2 separate regions of the Hordeum vulgare genome follow, and region 1 is linked to region 2. The links are chromatin contacts, called in public Hi-C maps. All regions are on one chromosome and are shown on one strand. Each heading gives the region's core, a stretch centred on a gene start, on an enhancer-like site or on the middle of the called end of the contact. The rest is flanking DNA. Distances are from core to core; before and after follow the strand shown. Region 1 holds the start of LOC123397551 (probable plastid-lipid-associated protein 2, chloroplastic). Region 2 holds the start of LOC123399934 (tropinone reductase-like 3).

What was found. Hi-C and Micro-C count contacts between places; a contact is called where the count stands out from the background.
Region 1: a Hi-C map of seedling shows a contact between it and region 2, with 2.9 times the contacts expected there. The contact joins the promoter of LOC123397551 here to the promoter of LOC123399934 in region 2. A contact is called at or near these places in 2 of 6 Hi-C or Micro-C datasets (leaf and seedling) and 1 of 1 datasets of contacts at active chromatin or transcription factors (embryo).

Annotation. Positions count from the first base shown.
Region 1 is chr5H:355,989,944-355,992,643 of MorexV3_pseudomolecules_assembly, forward strand. It overlaps LOC123397551 (probable plastid-lipid-associated protein 2, chloroplastic), which reads left to right and starts at 1,395. Exons shown (of 3, transcript XM_045092085.1): 1 at 1,395-1,912. The coding sequence starts at 1,482.
Region 2 is chr5H:355,615,407-355,618,106 of MorexV3_pseudomolecules_assembly, forward strand. LOC123399934 (tropinone reductase-like 3) reads right to left here and starts at 1,308. Exons shown (of 8, transcript XR_006610456.1): 1 at 1,035-1,308; 2 at 834-950.

The sequences.
Region 1 (2,700 bases), core at 145-2,644, 370 kb after region 2:
TCAAGAAGGGATACACGCCCTTGCACCGTCATTGCAACGTGTGGTCAAAGATGACCAGGACAAGGATCTTTATCCTTGTTGTTGAGACAATAAGTGAAACATGACAAACAATGAGTAGATAACACCTCCGTCAAGGTAACATCACAAGTTCATCACTGCTAAGCCCAACTAATAAAGGACAGAACATGGGCTTTCAACTGAGATTTGAAGCGATGCTCCAATCACGTTCTTTATGATCTTCCGATAGTCACGTCCACTAATACTCCACGACCGAAATGGCCCTAGCGGATGGATCTAAATGAGTAATGTTACATTACACTATTTCAAAAATATATCATAAGTTATTTTCTTTTCATCGATATCATAAATTAAGTTGGGCATGACACAACCAATCGATCTCAAAACTAAGGAAAAATAGTAAGTGGCCAGCGAACAATTTGCGAACCGCTTCGCTCTGGTACCAAAGGCGATAATTCTTGTTGTTCCTTCGATTTAGGGCTTCGTCTTCGTCTAGCAACGTCACTTTGGTGAGATTTGTGTTGTGTTGAATAAGGTGGACTCGATCTCTTCCTTAGCACGACGATGTTCTTTTCAGCGACACCGCTGAGCCGATGATCTCGTTTGCTTGTCATTTGTTTGGACCAGTAAACCCTATGTTTTATGTGTCTCGCGGTTGTTGTCTCTCATGACGGCGTCGACAAGTGGGACAAATTGATGCTGATGCAAGGTTGGTGGTCCGATGGCGTCAAATTTGGCGTTCATCATTGGCAATAGTGGCAAATTGCATCAAATTTGTATTCAAGTCGACGCGAGGAATATCCTCGATCAAAACGCCACATCGTCAAACGTCTGTTCTAGAGGTCTGGTCTTCGGCTCACAACGCCTACAAAGCTATGGTGGTGGTTTGGATTTTGGTTTGATGCTCTTTTATCATTGTGCGACAGTCGATGGTGATTTTAAATTTGATTATTTGCAGGAACTCCAATAAATACTATATTATATGTGGTTAAAAAAACTAAGGAGAAATAATAAGCGAGGAAGAATGGGACAGGACACATGGACGTCCAATCGTCGAGGTACTCCGGTCAGAAGCGGACGCCAAGCGTGCACGTCTCGCATGCTCACATAGATCCAGAGGCCTCTAGAAGCACGCAAGCGTCCAGTCAAACACCATCCCCCTTTCATTTCGCAATGCTCAGTTAAGCCATTTTCTCCCCACTCAAAAGAGAATGTTAAACCATTTTTTCAGGCCCACGTTTTTTCGACGCGTCGGCACCTCGCGGCGCACTCCCAGGCGACCACGCGACCAACGCACCTCGCGCCAGTCCCACCGCACGCACCTCGACACCTCGACACGTCTCTCCTCTCTACAAGTACCCACGGCGCCCAGAATTAAAATATTGCGCATCTCCGAGAAAAGAAAAAAAAGGAAGACCGTCGCAGAGGAAGAGGAGCACGAGAACCGAACAGAGCTTCGCGCCATGGCGGGAGTAGCGTCCCTCAACGCCGTGTCCCTGTCCGTGCCGTCGCCCCAGGTACCGCCGGGGGCGTCCTCTGCCCGCGGCCGCCTTCTCTCCCCGGCGGCCCGGCGCTTCCCGTCGCTGCGGGCCGCGCGGCGCGTCGTCACGGCGCGGGCGGTTCCCGTGGACGCCGACGACGAGTGGGGGAAGGAGCCGGCGGAGGGAGGGACGGCGGTGGCGGAGGCGCCCTCGGAGGCGGCTGAGACCGCAGGCGAGTTGGCGGCGCTCAAGCAGAAGCTCAAGGCGGCGCTGTACGGGACGGAGCGCGGCCTGCGCGCTTCCAGCGAGACGCGCGCGGAGGTCGTCGAGCTCATCACGCAGCTCGAGGCGCGCAACCCCACGCCGGCCCCCACCGAGGCTCTCACCCTTCTCAACGGCAAGTGGATCCTCGCGTAAGCCTTCTGCCACTCCTCACTCCCTTCCTCGCTTCAATTTCTCTCTTCGTTCATTAATCTACAGTACTAGTTATGTGATTGTAATCTGTGTGGTGCGTAGTTCCATTCCTACTGGCTTAGCTAGGGTCGGTGGAACTGGTCCGATGGATTCTAAACCACATGGATCATAGCTGATAAGTTCATATATAGAGAAGGGGGAAATGATTTGGTGTGTTTTAGTTTGTCCATGTCTATCCTAATTTAAAAAAATTGGATAGTTTGCAAGTATATGGTCCACGGTATATTGCAATCGCACTCATTTACAAGTTTCTCTTGATTGCTTGAAAGAAAATAGTTATATGCAATTTTCTGAAGAATTTCGTTAATTTAGGGATGAAATTTTAATGATATGGTTGAGTTGATTACTCCCTCCGTTCCAAAATATAAGACCTTTTAGAGATTTTATTAGAAAGCTGCATACGGAGCAAAATGAGTGAATCTACACTCTAGAATATGTCTATGTACATCCGTATGTAGTTTATAATGCAATCTCTAAAAGGTCTTATATTTAGGAACGGAGGGAGTAGTTGCCATGCTCAGATAACTGATATGGCTGAATCTATTTCCTTCATATTGTGACAAAAAAGAAATACAACGTCCGTTGTTTTAGAAATTTAGAGTTATGCAAGTCAGACATCATAGTAAACATCAGTGATCTATGGCGTGATAGTTTTGGTAAATACTGTTTTTCTAGAGAGGAGGCAAATTGATGTGCAAGAATATTCAAAAGCCAACAGGTCTAATTC
Region 2 (2,700 bases), core at 58-2,557:
CCCAAAATGAAATGCTGACCATGAACTCTTCGTACATCATTAGACGCAGAGAAAAAATAAGTAGAACTAAGCAGCAGCTGCAAAACAAAAATAATGCAGCGATCGCCATAGTTGTGGATACACATGTACTGCTCTCCAAATGAGAGCTCTGGTTTCACAAGAAAACAGTTTTATTCAGAATGGATACTGCTACAGCGCAACAGCCATATCGGCAACACCCCGCTGATCCTTCGATGTCAACTGTGTTTCCATCACAAACGCAAGCACATGGCCAACACGTAATCAAACGGCCAGCAGCGTTTCACACTTCAAGCCTCCAAGCCGAACATCTGGGCCTTACTGGCCCTGTTTGTTTCAACTCCAGTTGGCTTCGCATCACCTGTGGATTTGCTTCACTGAAGTAGACTTGGACGTGCTTCAGACAATTACACTGAAAATGGCCCGAATCCAGCTTCAGCTTCACTAGAAAAGCTGATTCCAAATAGCTGTTTTTTCAGCTTATGATTTTTCCTACGAGAATCTGATTTCTGAAGTTGAAACAATCAGGGACGCAGAATAGCAGTCTTGCCCTCTCCTATTTTGTCTAACAGTCAACAAGAATGATATGCAAAATTTGGTCAATATTTAGGACCAACTCACAGTCTCGTGAACCAAAACCTCACCCGGGCCGAAACTCTAATGTAGAGTGCCGATCTATTTAACATCGCAACTCTAAGTAACGAATCTGGCAACGTTGTAACCCAAGAGCCCCAGTCCTCAGCGCAGTCGAACGGTACTTCTCTCCCCACCATTACCACCACCACCGAACAAAGAATAGATAGCATAAATATCACCTTGACGGCCGTGTCGATGAGGTGCTTGCGCTGTTCGGCGTTGGAGACGTGGCAGACGGCCCCCACAACAGTGATCCCCTTTGCCCTGAGGCCCTCCACCGCCTCGTCCACGTTTTTCTGCAGCGCTAAGAAATCACTCGATCAGAGAAAGCAAACCACGCGGCCAACGCAATCGAGAGCCCAAGAGGGGCGTGGCTGGACCTGCTTGCGGGAGGAGATGACGACCGCGGCACCCTCCCGGCCGAGGCGCTCGGCGATGGCGAGTCCGATGCCCTGCGTGGAAGCCGTCACGACGGCCACCTTCCCCTCCAGACGCCGGCACTTGACCTCCATCGCCGGCCTCGCCGTGCTCCCTTTTGCTGCTCGCGGCTGTCTTGTCCCGATGGAAGCGTGCGTTTATGTGAGAGACGCGGCGATGGAAGCAAGGCAAGTAGAACGGCGTGGCTAGAATATCCGCTCGGACCGGGCGACCCGATTGCGCTCGTCGCTTTAGAGCATCTACAGCTAGTCAAATCCGGCACTCTATACGTCATAGTATTTCGTTCCGTGCCTCGGTCCCTCGTATTTCGTTCCATGCCTGGTATCTGAAATTTCAAGTTCATACAAAATCATCATTCGATAATAAATGTCACATATAAAATAATATTAATATCTAACATAAAAAGTGTTTACAGTAATTTTATTTGAAGTGTATAATCAATCATCTACTTTTTGATTCTCATTGTGGGTCCATATATGATCTATCAGATCATTGAGTAGTTGCGTGTGCACGTGATGATCTTAGAGATTCTTATGCATCTGTAGAAAACTCATAAGCTAGATTGCATCTTGATCTTCAGAAATTTCAACTTGTTCTCCACGTGTTTCGAAATCGTTGGTTTAGGCTACACCATCATCCTCATCCTCGACGATCATATTATGCAAAATAACATAATATATCATCACTTGCCACAAAGTTTCTTGTTCTCACATCATTGCAGCCTCACGAACAATTCTCCAACACGCTTGCAGCACTCCAAAAACCCTCTCCACATCCTTCCTAGTTGATTCCTGCATTGTTGCGAAGTGCTTTTGTTTTCTGTCATGTGGTTCGGATATGGTATTCACAAATGCAGCCCATTGAGAATATATGCCATCGGCAAGATAGTATCCCGTGTTGTAGTCTCGACCGTTGATGGTATAGTTGCACAGAGGTGATTCCCCGTTGCAAAGCCTCCTAAACACCGAAGATCGTTGAAGCACGTTGATGTTGTTGTGAGAACCTCGCATTCCAAAAAAAGCATGTCAAATCCATAAGTCATGTGATGCCACCGTCTCTAGCATGATGATGGCCTCTTTTCTGTGACCTTGGTACATTCCTCACAAACCTTTGGGGCAGTTTTTCCATTGCCAACTCATGCAATTGATTGATCCGAGCATTCCTGGAAACCATGTGGCCTCTCCAATTGCCAACAACTTCTCTGTGTCATGTGCATTTGGCTCTCTCAGATACTATGCTTCAAACACCTTCACCACAACACAGACAAACTTGACAGTGTTTTCAGGCATGTGCTCTCCCCATCGTGACCATCTCACCAACAACATCAGCCACAGTAAAAAAATGTATCGCCGGGAAAGTTGGTTCCGGATCAAAATAATCCTTTTGCAGTAGCATTGCTCCGGATACCCTGCCCCAGTTGATGACTCTTCTCCCTTTGATTGAGCCCTTGAAATTGAGAATGTGCTCCACTTCCCGGTCAATTTCCTAGTGCATGCTCATGAGCATCATCATGTCCACTTCTTCGTCTGAATCCGATGAATCGAAGAACGCATCTTAAATCAGTTGATAAAGCTCCGTTTGTCCATACTCCTCATCGGACGAAGCATC